3 separate regions of the Sus scrofa genome follow, and regions 1 and 3 are each linked to region 2. The links are chromatin contacts, called in public HiChIP or PLAC-seq maps. All regions are on one chromosome and are shown on one strand. The core of a region is the stretch at or near the end of the contact, and the rest is flanking DNA. Distances in the headings are between cores, read along the strand shown. Region 1 overlaps SEPT11 (septin-11). Region 2 overlaps FAM47E (protein FAM47E). Region 3 overlaps SEPT11 (septin-11).

The links. HiChIP or PLAC-seq counts read pairs in DNA pulled down with a chosen protein or histone mark.
Region 1: an H3K27ac HiChIP or PLAC-seq map of alveolar macrophages shows a contact between it and region 2. The contact joins two enhancer-like sites. A contact is called at or near these places in 2 of 2 datasets of contacts at active chromatin or transcription factors (alveolar macrophages and skeletal muscle).
Region 3: a contact with region 2 is called in an H3K27ac HiChIP or PLAC-seq map of alveolar macrophages. The contact joins two enhancer-like sites. A contact is called at or near these places in 2 of 2 datasets of contacts at active chromatin or transcription factors (alveolar macrophages and skeletal muscle).

Annotation. Positions count from the first base shown.
Region 1 is chr8:72,648,090-72,652,852 of Sscrofa11.1, reverse strand. All of the region lies in intron 4 of SEPT11 (septin-11), which reads right to left. Among named protein-coding and RNA genes, the nearest start is that of CCNI, 69 kb to the left of the region's middle. Within about 2 kb of position 2,257, at least 52 of the 83 cell types and tissues checked have an H3K27ac peak or open chromatin away from gene starts, as enhancers often do. A contact at or near this core is called in alveolar macrophages, where this site is marked.
Region 2 is chr8:71,960,175-71,964,814 of Sscrofa11.1, reverse strand. It overlaps FAM47E (protein FAM47E), which reads right to left. Exons shown (of 8, transcript XM_013978791.2): 6 at 3,407-3,562; 7 at 1,606-1,683. Among named protein-coding and RNA genes, the nearest start is that of STBD1, 20 kb to the left of the region's middle. Within about 2 kb of position 1,449, at least 26 of the 83 cell types and tissues checked have an H3K27ac peak or open chromatin away from gene starts, as enhancers often do. A contact at or near this core is called in alveolar macrophages, where this site is marked.
Region 3 is chr8:72,613,960-72,619,060 of Sscrofa11.1, reverse strand. All of the region lies in intron 2 of SEPT11 (septin-11), which reads right to left. Among named protein-coding and RNA genes, the nearest start is that of SEPT11, 73 kb to the right of the region's middle. Within about 2 kb of position 3,475, at least 14 of the 83 cell types and tissues checked have an H3K27ac peak or open chromatin away from gene starts, as enhancers often do. A contact at or near this core is called in alveolar macrophages, where this site is marked.

The DNA of each region.
Region 1 (4,763 bases), core at 1,008-3,507, 690 kb before region 2:
ATGCATATCATCTGTCCTTTCCTGGTGAGGAAAGCTTCCTGTCCTGCAGTCAGAATAGCCAGACATCTTTTGTTCTCTTACACCTCGGGCTTCCTTCTGCCTTCCCCTGTTAAGGAGTTCTGGCCCCTTTCTTTTTGTTGTTTTGGCCACGCCCACAAAACAAGGAAGTTCCCTGGCTAGGGATAGAACCCACACCGAGCGGGGACAACGCCAGATCCTTAACCTGCTGAGCCACCAGGGAACTTCTGACCAATCTTTTCAATCGCTTTCTTTTCCCTGTATGTCGTTTCCTTGGAAAAATCACATTTATTCCTACACTGCACTTAAACAGATCTTCCACCCAAGTTTCAGACCAATTCACCCAAATGCTTACCAGATACTAGCATTTGCTCTTCTAACTAAATGTGTGCAAAATCAAACTCTGCCTCTTGTCCCCAAACCTACACTCACCCACACTCCTCAGCTCCGCAAATGGCGCCTCCATCTATACCACTGGCCGGTTCAGAACCCTGGGGTCCACCCGGAGACCCCCTCGCTGCCTCCCACACTTCGAGCAAGAAATCTCATCCATTTACCCCCTGTGTCACTATAAACAAATCGATGTCTTACAGGAGAACTATTTACCAAAATCATTATTCCCTGTGTTCAAGATTTAATCATGTTGATGAAATAGTTTCTTCGTGATGAATGAGGAGTCAGCCCAGTGGCTCTGTCCTTCCCTTCACATCCTTTAAACACAACTCTCTGCCTTCTCTCCTACTCCTGTCTGCTTGTCAGCTACATTCAAAGTCATAAAGATAAGGGATCGTCATTCCCATTTTGCCCTTTGCTGGTTTCCATTCTTACAGCAAGGATACCTATCTCTATTCTGTTTGCCCAATTCCAACTTCTCTGGATTGTAGCCCCATCAAGCAGAGGAAGGGGGTGGGGGTGGGGTGCCAATCAGATCTAGTCCTTACATTTTCACACAATCTCCTTTTAAGGCATGAGGATATTCCTTTTACCCACCACTTTTTCTTGCCCCCATGAATCTCCCACCATAAAAACTACAAAAAATTGGGAGTTCCCATTGTGGCTCAGTGGTGACAACCTTGATTAGTATCCATGAGGATGAGGGTTCAATCCCTGGCCCCACTCAGTGGGTTAAGGATCTGGCCTTGCCATGAGCTGCGGTGTAAGTTGCAGATGCGGCTTGGATCTGGCATTGCCATGGCTGTGGTGTAGACCGGCAGCTGCAGCACTGATCTGACCCCTAGCCTGGGAACTGCCATACGCTGCAAATGCAGCCCTAAAAAGCAAAAAAAAAAAAAAAAAAAAAAAAAAAAAAAAGAAAAAAAAAGAATGTGTGTATATACATATACATATATGGATGACTGGGCCACTTTTCTGTACAGCAGAAATAGAACATTGTAAATCAACTATAGCAAAAAATTAAAAAATAAAATAAAAATTGAAAAAAAATAAAGAGCAAACAGTCCACTCCATTACCATTTTACAACTCTGATGAAGACTTGGTGAGTCTGAGGATTCTCTCAGTGGATTTCAATCATCCATGCTTTTCAGGGCTGATTATCTTATATTTTGTAATAATGCCACTGATGCCCTGTCTCCCAAATGTGGGGCACATGAATTCTCTTTCAAGCACTGGGGCAAAACTTGGTTCCTCTTTTGGCCCAGATCTCTTTCCTTCCTCACAGAAGAGTACAGACATCAAAACAAGGAGGCCCTTAGACCACAAAGAGTTAATGGTGCTCTTAAGCAAAACAGGAGACCTCACCAGATCGCTCTTCCTGCCTCCATCTAGCTAGCCTGGTCCCAGGCAGATAATGATGCAGGAATGCTGACATGTCTGAAGCCTACATAAACAAACTGGGACATTCTTGAAGTCTTGCATCGATGGCAGAAAAGCTTGCCTAATCCCCAAAGTAGTAAAAATAATCATGGGTTTAGAGAAACAGCATCCTTCCCTTATGTTTACATATTGATACAAAAATGCAGATCTCCCTTCCAATTTTTGATGGAAGCAGACCCTGTCTGAGTAATGACTTTTTTTAGCAGTGGTCATGTGGGTTAATAGTCAACCGTGTCACCAGTCCTTCTGGGGCACAGGGTACGAAATGCCACTTACAGAAGTTATGCAACAGCTGTCAAGAAATTTCAGGAGAAAAAAAAAAATTTGGTATCTAGGTTAGGTTAATATCACACTTCCTCTCTTCTAAGTTTCCTTGGAAACTATTATTTGCCCTGAATGAGTCAGATAATTTCTTAAAGAAGCCTCCAGCTGCATATATGTGGCTCCACACCGCACTGGCCACCTGCTGTTCCGGGCTGGCGAGTGAAAACCTACCAGACTGCAGGAAAGTCCCCGTTTAGGGGAGAAGTAAAATTGCTGCGGCAGTGCTGAGGCCACGACTCTGTGCTGGGACAGCTCGTGGGATCTCAGCAGCAAAATGCCAGAGGGCAGTTCTCACTCCTGCAGGAAGGCAGCCTGGGAAGGTCAGGCCGCTGTCTTCCCATCAGGGAGTGCACGACCCCAGGGAGAAACAGGCGCAGGTCAGAGATGCAGACCTGACTGTGCAAGGACCGGGAGCCCTGGCTCCCTCCCTGGCTCCCACAATGCACTGGGGCTCTTCTGCTTGTCACCGGGCTCTGTCTTCATCTGTTTCACTGGGCATTAGAAACAGCCTTCAGGCAGGCATCGGGGTCATAAATTAAGATCAACTGCTCAGCTGCAGGGGCTGAGCTTAGCTGTCCCCCGCTCCAACACAATGTACAGACAGTCCATTTTGACAGATGCAAAATAAAATCCTTCTTACTCTGGCTAACAATTGCTCCTGTTACTACAGGCCAATGTGTATGGAAGAGCACTGAAATTGTTCTATAGATAAAATACAGTTCAGTGCTTAGCTAGAGCATGACTTAAATATTTCTCTGTCATTACTGTGTACCCATATATTTATATCAAAAACAGTTAAAATTTTATCTAGCTAATACACAGCTCTGGATAAAAATACTTCAAATTCCTCTTTACAAAACACACACATACACATGTTTTGAGGAAAATGAAAACAAACAAACAAACCTGTACTAATGAAATTTCTGAGCCCTAAGCAAACATAATGTAACTCAATGATCTGATGTCTTAGTCCCCTTAAGTGGTCACTGAACAAAAATGTCTCTGGAAGCCTCCTTCTGGAATTATCTTTGAGCAAGGGACAATTTCATTGTAACTCTCTCAAACTTCTTTTAAGAATGAATGGAGATACTTAAAATATATTTAAAATAACCATGAGATAGGATGGGTGATCTTGAGATTAACATATGGGTGTGTACCAGGAAGTTTTAAGGATTAGCAGCTTTCCTCAAATAAGGGCATACAGCAACTTCAGAGGAAAAAAGTCAAACTTGCTTGACTTTATACACTGAGTACGTATGTTTTTATACAAATAAAGCCTCACCATATTATCTTATCATAAGATCATCTGTGAGTTTATGTAAGGCAGCTTTAGTGAATGACTACACAAGACTGACTCACAGCTAATGGCTTCTCTCCTCAAACTACTAGACCAGAATTCTGAAAAGATATTTTCTTTCTTAAGCAGGTTAAAGATGTCTTTCTGCCACAGCGACACAGAAGTTTGTTGTACGCATTATCTAATTCGCTTACCAAGCCCTCTCTGGATAGAGAGTGACCTGAATTCCTCAGTAGGCTGCACTCAAACCACCATCATTATTCAGACTCAATGTGGCCATTCTGCGCCCAGCGGGCCACCCAGCTCCAAGCAGCCTACAGGAAGATGGAGACAATCCACAAAGGCCTCACAGTGCTGGCACCACGGCATCAATATTAAGATCCTGCGCTGGCTGGAAATGAATGACGATTTCTTCCAAAAATCTTTATCTTTCATAAAAATGCTTTCTTCGCTCTGGGATTTTAGAAGCCGATACCACTGTTGCCAAAGGCACCAAAACACAGCCAAACTCTCTATTATTACCACACCCTTCCTCCAGGCTTCCTGAGACCTCACCTAAGAAGAGAAGAGACCTAAGAACTAGTGTAATTCCCTTAGGGGCGAGAGGGCCCGCAGCTGGTCATGGGCAGAACCCAGACCGCAACCCAGTCTCCTCAATCCCAGGCTGTGGCTTCTTGGGCAAAATCATGTCCACTTGGAGACTTCATTCAGCTCTGTAGGAATCTGGGGATTAATTCAAATATCCCGATCCGCTGCAGAGACGAGGAGAGCACGGCAAATGCTCATTCCAAACTCCTTTTACTTTTTCATGCCCCCCCCCCCTTTTTAACCCCAGCATTAATAACAACAAAACCCAGAAACCACACTTCCTGGACTCCCTTGCAGCCAGTGTTCTGGATGTGGTCTGCTTTCTGTCAAACAGATGCAGGGAGTGACCCACACAAGGCAGAGACCACAACACAGGGAAAGGGCTTCTTCTTGCAAGCAAGGGTGAAAGCATCTGGTTCATAGTGGGGGGGCAGATTGGTGGAGATTCTAGAGACCTGCCCCAGCATCACAGGCACGGAACTATATAAGTTAGCTGGTGGCAGGAGTTTCGGTAACCATAGGTAATTTCTCTAGATTGCTTTTCCAGGAGGGGAAGCCCTCAAACCTAGCTCTGTAACTCCTGGAAAAATGTCATAAGCTAGCTTATTCCTTCAAACAAATCGCTTTTCTGCTTACAGTAGCTGGAATCAGTCACATGAGCTGATTCTGACCTGAAGAACACTCTAAGAAAATTTCTCAGAG
Region 2 (4,640 bases), core at 200-2,699:
TGTGCCCAATCCAATCTGATCTTGGAAGCTAAATTGGCAACCAGAAATTGTACTCACAATGACCATACCCAAATTCACACTCTCACACTCTGACTTATATCCTTACAATACTCCAAATCTGATATTGATGACTAGACTGTGCTAGACGGGGGGGAAGGAGGACACAGGACTTTGGAAGGTAGCTGCACACCATCAGAAATACCTAGATGTAATGCTCCCTGGTTCCGGGGCCAAGTCCAGCCCAGCTCAGCATCAGGCATGCTTCCTTTTGACCAAAACTGACCTAAATGTTTGTCAACAGAGTGGATTAAACCAACAGAGGACAAATAAGAATGAAAAAAAACAAAACAAAACTCTTTTACCACTAAAAATATTAAGAAAAAACTGAGTCATTATAATCTCAAGAGCAAATAGGATATATATGTGTGTGTGTGTATATATATATATATATGTATCTCCTTGGCAAGAATTATGCTTGAGTGTAATTGTGTATTATATAATTATATAATACACAATTATGTAAGCATATAAAATATCTATGCATATTTATATATTATATATAAATATACAAAAATATATAATGTAGCACTTACATGCAGATGAGGCAGTTTTTATAAGTACGTAAATGTGTATATCAACTCTATCTAATTGGCCTATTGTTAATGCGCAAAGCTAAAGAGAGATTTCATCCCAGTTCTGCCATGGAGTCTTTCAGCCCCATCTGCTTCACTCTCCGGACCTGCCCCCTCATATTCCCTGGTTTAACTGTGAAAACAGTCTGTGTCTGAGCTTGGTCCCTGTATCTATTTGCCAGTAAGTCTAAGCTACGGTCCGGCTACCACTTCTGGAAAAAAAGACATCCAGGATCCTAGTTCCAGGAACCTCCACCATCTCGGCTGCATGACCTCCCGAGGACTCCGTGGGACGTGCACGCCGAGGACGCTGGACAGAAGCAGAACTTCTCAGCCATGACCTGGGCCCCACGCCTAGTCAGCTTCCGGCAGTGGTGACGGGGCTGGTCTGGGGCAGAACCCAGGCTGCCAGCCTCCCCCGCCCGGTTGGTCTCTGTGGTTTTCCGAAGAAACCCGCCCCGCTCCCCCCTTCGGGGGGGGGCCGAGGGGGAGGCAGCAGGGCCCAGCTCCACCAGCTAAGGGAGGGGAAAAGACGAAATGGGGGGGGGGGCACCTGAGAAGAGGACCTCTGCCCTTGTCTGTGTCCACAGACACTCATAGAGCGCAGCGACAGGACTGGGACTCCCAGCTCCACTTCCTCTGACCACCCCCCCAACACACACCCCCTCGTCTTGACATGAGGACGTGAAGGAGACCATGCTCCCTGAGCATTCGGCGTTTCAGGAGCAAGTTCACAGCCTGCACAAAGATCCCTTTCACTTTGGTCCTATTAAAGCCAAACCCAAGGGAGTTGAGTCCGCAGGGAGACGGCCCAGAAACCAAAGAGGCGGAGTAAAAAGAGGAAACAGCCCCCCTGCGCTGAGTCCTGCGCTGTAAGGGAAGGATTTTGACTTTGCCAGGGTGCTCACCGCTTCCCTCCCGTCTCCAACCGTGAGCCTCCCAGCAGGTCTTTCTAAAATGACCCTTCACTCACCCTCGGCATCCTGTAGCCTCTGCTCAGAATGAAATCCTTAAAGGCAACCGTTCCACGAAGGTCTGCAAGTAACTCCTCCTAAAAGAGGGTCCACACTTTAGAAACCGGTCGGCTGTCAGAAGCTTGATTTCATACTTGACCTAATTTAAATCACTTAGCCAGCTATCAAGTACCTCATTTTAAACCACTTCCTTCTCATTTGGGAATGTGTGTAAATAACGTTGAGAAGTGGATGAATGTAAAGGCTTTCAAAAGATACCCAACTTTCTCTCCTTTTCTTATTTTGCTTCTTACCTTTGTATCAAGGATAAGCAACACATTTTATCAATTAGACAATTAATGATCTAGAATGTCTGGAATCCAATCTACATGAGATTAACAATTGTGATAGGATTTACAACAAGAAATACATATTTGGTCTTCTTCCCATTCCTGGCACAGAGATCCTAAAATCCTTGGAATTTCCTAAGTAATAAGAGCCACAAAGGTGAGTCTTTTCTAATTCATAACAGGCCCTCTTCAACCACACCAGTTTATGAGGTGACTATTGGAAAGCTCCTAGATAGCCATAAGATGGGGGCTGGTTGCTGGAGGAACCAACCTTGTGATTAGAGGGTGGGACTTTCAGCCCCCCCGCCAACCTCCAGAGAGGGGAGAGGAACTGGAGGTTGAGTCAGTCACCAATGGCCAATGACATAATCAACCATGCTTATGTCATGAGGCCTTCATACTAACCCCAAGCAGGGGGCTTGGAGAGCTTCCAGGCTGGTGAACATGTCATGGTACCTGGAGAGGGCAAGGAAGCTCGGAGAAGCTCCCCACCACTTGTCCTATGCATCTCTTCCATCTGGCTGTTCCTGAGCGTATCTGTATAATAAACTGGTAATCTTACTAGGTTGTAATGAAACTATTGTCCTGAGTTCTGTGAGCTCTTCTAGCAGATCATCAAATCCAAAGAGGGGGGTCGTGGGAGCCTGTGATTTATAGCCAGTCGACCAGAAGCCCAGGGGACACCCTGGGCTTGGGACTGGCATCTGTGTCAGGGGCAGTCTTGCGGGAATGACCCCTTAACCTGTGGGATCTGATGCTGTTTCCAGTGTCCGAATTGAGTTAAATTATAGGACACCCAGCTGGTGTCTGGGGAATCTGAGAATTGCTTGGTGTGGGGAAAACCCTCTAATGTTGTTGCGGACCAGAGTGGAGAGTAGGAGAAGAAGAACAGAAGTGTTTCCTACTCACGAATGTACAACTTTTAGGTCTTAACTCCCAAGAGTATGGTTAAAAAGAGACTTGATCCTTGGAATTCCCGTCGTGGCTCACTGGTTAAGGAATCTGACTAGGAACCATAAGGTTGCAGGTTCGATCCCTAGCCTTGCTTAGTGGGTTAGGGATCTGGCGTTGCCGTGAGCTGTGGTGTAGGTCGCAGACGGGGCTTGGATCCTGCGTTGCTGTGGCTGTGGTGTAGGCCGGCAGCTGCAGCTCCGATTCAACCCCTGGCCTGGGAACTTCCATATGCCACACATGCAGCCCTAAAAAGTAAAAAGAAAAAAAAAGAAGGGTACAATGTTGGTTGCTCCATCTTTAGAGACCCGGTGTCTGCTGTGAACCCAGGAGATTTCAAGGCTTGCTTTTACACATTCTTCATAAAATGACTTGGCTTCCTCATTGCTGAATGTACTAAGCAAGTTATAAGACTTTCCAGAGTCTCTGTGTTACTCCAGAGACTGACTTCAATAGGAGGAGGCAGTTGTACTGTAAGAATTTTTAGCTCAGATGATTGAGTCTCAGTGTAGACACATACCTGTTCCCGTAGCTCCTTTGCCAGATTCTCATCTTGAGCTCTACCTAAGACTTTGGGGTCCACCAAAGGTTCATCGGCCCTTTGCTTTTTCCACAACTTGGTGTTCAGATACCATGCTCCGTATCTCATCTTCACCCACTTTGGTTTATGAGAATTCTGTAGAAATAACATAATTCCCAATTTTATTAGGTTTTTTTTTTTTTTTTGGTTTGTCATTTCAGTAAACCTAGGATATAACTTATGAAAGCAATCTCATTTACTTGCCGAAGTATTTTATGAAGTTTCAGGATGCTTTGATTTATAAAGGTAACATGAAAAGTTCACAATTAAGAAAATAACATTGTAGGAGTTCCTGTTGGATTAAGATGCATCCTCGGAGTTCCCATCATGCCTCAGTGGTTAACGAATCCAACTAGGAACCATGAGGTTTCAGGTTCGATCCCTGGCCTGTCTCAGTGGGTTGAGGATCCGGCGTTGCCATGAGCTGTGGTGTAGGTCGAACACATGGCTGGGATCCCAAGTTACGGTGGCTCAGGCATGGGTCGGCAGCTATGACTCCAATTGACCCCTAGCCTGGGAACCTTCACATGCCGGGGAGCAGCCCTAGAAAAAACAAAAAGACAAAAAAAAAAAAAGAAAAAGAAAAAGAAAAACAACGTGGTAGTTGAGCATGGCCTTTGGATTTAGACAAACCTGGGCTCAAATCCATCCTCCCCCACTTAGAAACTATAAGTGCATGGACAGGTTACTTCAATTCTTCATTTGTAAAATGGAGATAATAATATCTACCCCATAGAGTTCTTGGCAAGACTAAAGGAGGGAATTATATAAAGAAGCTAGAAATCATGTAGGAATCACATATTTCAGTGAAGGGTAATGACCTTAAACAATACTCAGTCAACCAAAGTAATGAGTTATTAGCCTCACTGCAAACCCCACTCTCTGCTCAGCCTTGTAAATGGTACACTATTTTTATCCAAATGCTAACACCGATCCCTTATCTCTTTAATTGGAAGGGGTGAGGAGAAGAAGAGATGTCATTCCTTTCTATCTCCTGTTTGTCGGGAGTACATCTGTTGGTTCAGAGCTCGATGCTATGGATGCAAAACCCACTCATTGTCTCATCATGAAAGGAGGTCTAATGCTGGGGCAGGACAAAGAAACATGAAACACAAAGATCCTGTTCCTCTCTCTTCTCACTCGCATCTCAACTAGGAGGTGGAGTGTGTGGGCT
Region 3 (5,101 bases), core at 2,226-4,725, 650 kb before region 2:
AGAGAAAGACAGGATGCAGTTAGCAGTCCTGATTAAAACCACATGGCTGACACATCGGAAATTCCCATCACTTCCTCCTTAGCTTCTCAGAGACCACTGGGGAGCACACACACATATGGTTGGACGGCTACAAAAAAAAAAACCTCTGAGTAGCGGATAGAGAAGAACAAATATTTTCTCTGCCGCTACCTAGTATATGCAAGGAGCTGGCCAGACATCTTATCAACTGAATTATCCTCAAAGAGATGCACCTTTTGATATGTGGGGATGTCTCCACGTTCACTGCCTCATCCTGTCCAGAGGGGAAGGCTTGTCATCCAGGTATTTAAGATTAAAGAGAAAATGAATCTCTCCTGATTTACTGATGGAACACCACTATCCACTTCCTCTGAGCTCATATATATTAAAAAAAAAAAACCCACAAACTTTTAAAACTAGTAATATTTTTACCCTCTGGGACAGTAACATTCAGTATTCTAAAAGCCTACCCTGAGCTAGGCATTAGACGGCAGTTTCACTCAGGTTGTTTCACTGACTGCAGTATTTACTTAGACTCGCATTCTAAAGGCACTTTCATGGCACCCGCATTCCTGCACATGCACTTGTCAACAGCTCACAAGGAGGAACGTATGTTCAAACCATCAGCCACTGTGGCATCAACATCAAATACCTGTTTGTTGATTTCCTAACAATCCATGAGGTAATCACTAACAGTTTACTCAGACCCATGGAAACCACGGTCAGAGGCCATCTATGTAGGCAATATTTCTGTCAGTGCAACAAACGGCAAAGCATTCTAAAATTAAACTTGAATAAAGTTACTCTCTTTTTTTCTTTTGCTTTTTAGGGCCACATCCATGGCACGTTGAAGTTTCTAGACTAGGGGTTGAATCAGAGCTACAGCTGTCGGCCTGCACCACAGCCACAGCAACGCCAGATCCAAGTGGCATCTGCGACCTACACAGCAGCTCAGGGCAACACTGGATCCTTAACCCACTGAGCGAGGCCAGGGATTGATCTAGCATCCTCATGAATACTAGTCGGGTTCATTTCCGCTGAGCCACGGTGGGAACTCCCTTAAAGCCACATATTATTTAATACCATTTTATCCCCTCCTATAAAAACAGGCAGTTGCTGCTTCCTCCTGAGCTTTTTCCTATGGTCGAAATTTCTCTCCCACCAAATCTGCTTTCTTTGGAATACGACACTCTTCTCTCCACCTCATTCCATATTATATTGTGAAGCTGGACTTACTGACCTTTTAAACAAATAAGCACACACGCATAGAAAGCTACTTTAGCCATTATATTCCATGGCTAAGAATCCTCCAGGGCTTGCAGCCATATGCCACGTAGGGCCTGCTTGAAATGACAGCAACTACCATTTTTCTGGGCTTCGGCTGCCTCTTCTATAACACAGGTGAGGGAGAGGCATTGCTCAGGAAGGGTACATGAACCCTTAAATTACGGGCTTTTATCACTCACAGTGGGGAAGAGAAGTGACGATGCCAGCACCTACATCAGAGCAGCTCTTAGGCTTCAAGTAAAACCTTGCTAGAAGTATCCAGTCATCAAAACAGAAGTATAAAAGAGGAGGCCAAGCAGGAAGACACAGCAGACAGAGGAATGGATCCAAAGGCAAGTCAAACAGTACGTTAGCCTGTCCAAGAGGCACAACTTTAGCTGCTGGGACCACAAAGCCAGCCTATTATCTAGCAGAAGAAAACAACCAACCAGCCCTTGTGGGCCAGGAGCTATGTGACATAGCAGGCTCAGAGTGGTGGTGGCCGCTGTCACCAGGCCATTCCCACCCCAAGGGCTCTGGGGATTCTCTGCCCACACCAGAGCTTGAGAGGCTCCGATTTTCTTTACTCTTTACAACAATAAGGGAATTACAAGCCTCAGATCTGATGTTAACACGTGCACAGGAAGTGAAAAATAACTGTGATGGATGTAGTCGTAACTCATGGAACCAAACAGGTGTTTTTTTAGACGGGAGAGACTCAAGAGCTCCAAGCCAAAGCAGCGGAAACGGCTGGATGAGGCCAAGAACAGATTCGCTGTTTCCGCAAGTGCTAGAAACCAGAGCTCTCCTTAAATGTACGTGTCTACAGCATCCTTATCATATAAAGAGAATAGGATGAACATGCATATACAACACCCAGTTCAAGAAACACAACACCAGCAAGAGCGCTGAGGCCCCGGTGTCCCCCAAATGATGGCACAGCTCTCCCTCCCGCCACCACCAGAGACAAATGCTATCCTGAATTGGCAATGAATCATTTTCTTGTTTTCTTTCTTTTTTTTTTTTTTTAATTTTTAAATGTTCCCTTATACACCACACACCAAGAGTCTTAACTTCAAAATAAAAGCGCCCCCCTCCTTCTCTATCAGGACACCCAGTGCTCATCCCTAGAGGGGCATGAATGAGGATTCAGAGCTGGAAGAGTTACTTGAAAGGAGTCGTTCTCGAATCTGATTAGCATCCATGAGGACATAGGTTCGATCCCCGGCTTCACTCAGGGGCTTAAGGATCCGACATTGCTGTGAGCTGTGGTGCATGTCATAGTCTCGGCTAGGATCTGGCTTTGATGTGGCCGTGGTGTAGGCCGGCAGCTGAGCTCCGACTAGACCCCTAGCCTGGGAACCTCCATATGCTGTGAGTGTGGCCCTAAAAAGACAAAAGAAAGAAAGGAGTCATTCTCAAGTGTGGTCAGAGGTTCCCTGGGGCCTTTCCAGGGAACTTTTGGGGGTATACGAGTTCCTCCTTTTCCAACCCCATTATCTGTGAGGCTGGAACTTCTCATGTACTTCAACCACAATGACATACTGCATGGGAGTAAACAAAAAGCGGCTCTGAAGACCCAGCTGTCAGGAGTTCCCGTCGTGGTACAGCAGAAACGAATCCAACTAGGAACCATGAGGTTGCAGGTTCGATCCCTGGCCTCACTCAGTAGGTTAAGGATTCGGCATTGCTGTGAGCTGTGGTGTAGGTCTAAGACATGACTCGGATTTGACGTTGCTGCAGCAGTAGCCCTAAAAAAAAGCAAAAAAAAAAAAAGACCCAGCTATCCTCTATGAGGTCCCACAGGAACAAGAATTACAAAAACGTAAAACAATGTATCTCATCTCACTCATTTACTGGCTTGAAAAAGTTGCGCTTCCTAAAACTGTTATTTGTGTTAACATATAATACAGTTAGTGTGATTTTAAATGAATAAGTAAATTTTTTTAAACATAAAATAATGACAACAGAAGTGGACTGAAGTTGCCATGAAACCCCACGGGAATGGCTATGGGGAAGTGCTCTGTTGGGACATAAACTACATAACTAGCAAAAAAATGTCCTAAATGGATACTGTCGCAGGAAGCACTTTGTGGTGGCAGAGCTTGTGTTGTCTGCAGGCATTAGTTAGTCTCTAGGCCACAGGCTGGAGGTGCACACAAGCGGCACCCACAGTAACCCGAGCTGCGTTATGTAAGACTTTTACAAGCGCTCACATTTTGTACAAAGGCTGACTCACCATAAACCTCCAACTGTACAGAGGGCCGAAGTTAAACTTGATTCATTCCATCTGTAGCTCCAAAACGGTTAAGATTTTTTTCACCATAAATCAGTCAGTGACCAGGGTCCCAAACAAGAGCTCAGAGATTGGAAAGGAATTACTGACTGGGCAGCGGGCAGCCACTGAAGAATCTGCCTGCAAACTACCTATCTAGAACACCTCGGTTCCACTGTCCTTGGGTTTGTATTATAAGCAAACGTCAGAGGATTTGGCTCCAGTTCTGAGTCTGAGGGACTTAAGCAGGTCACTGGCTCTCCTGGGTCTTGGCTCCCTTCTCTGCAAGATGGAAAGAGCTGGATGAGACGATTTCTTTAAAAGTCACTCCTGGAGTTCCCGCTGTGGCATGGTGGGTTAAGGATCCGGCACTGCCATAGCTGTGGCTCGAGTTCAATCCCTGGCCCGGGAACTTCCATGTGCCGCAGGTGTGGCTGAGAAAGAAAAAAGTCACGCTTGTCACCTTGGCAGAAGGTAGCAAAGCCTGCATAGCAAAGCAGGACCCCAGAAGGGAGGGGCTTTGATTTTTTAAAGTTTCCAGTGTCAAGTCCTTCAGAAACTTCGAGAGCAGCTGAACTGCCACCAGTGTGTGATTCTGAAGCACAACAGCCACAGTCATCGACCTCAAGGGCTCAACCATTCAGAATCTTCACAAATTTTATTTTTAAAAAAATGTATAGAGGAGTGGATCAAGAAGATGTGGTACATAAACAGAATGGAATATTACTCAGCCATCAAAAGGAACAAATACTGGCATTTTTAGCAACATGGATGGACCTAGAAATTACCATTCTAAGTGAAGCCACCCATACCATGAGACACCAACATCAAATGCTTTCACCGACATGTGGAATCTGAAAAAAGGACAGAATGAACTTCTTTGCAGAACAGATGCTGACTCACACTTTGAAAAACTTATGGTTTCCAAAGGAGACAGTTCGGAGGGTGGGGAGAATGCACTGAGGTTGTGGAATGAAAATCCTATGAAATTGGATTTGATGATCATTGTACAACTATAAATGTAATAAATTCATAAAAACAAAACAAGACAAAACAAACAAAAAAAAAAACCAAAAAAAATGTATAACAATCGCCTTTGGATGGCTCTGAGGTCAGAAAAAAGACTCAATTCAAATCCTGGTACCATTTATCACCAGCTATGTAATTTGGGGCCCAGTATTTAACCTTCTTGAGCCTGTTTTCTCATTTGGAAGATGGCATAATGATGTCACCTGCTCATAAGTTTGACAAAATGAGATAATACATATAAAAGGCTCAGGCAAAGTGCCTGGCCTATAGTGACTATTCAGGATTATTATTCAGCATTATCGATAAAATACTTTGAACTATAAACCTGGAAATAATCCACTTGAAAGCAGTGTGGGAGTTCCCATCGTGGCTCAGTGGTTAACGAATTCAACTAGGAACCATGAAGTTTCGGGTTCGATTCCTGGCCTTGCTCAGTGGGTTAAGGATCCGGCGTTGCTGTGGTATAGGTCACAGACGCAGCTCGGATCCCGTGTTGCTGTGGCTCTGGTGTAG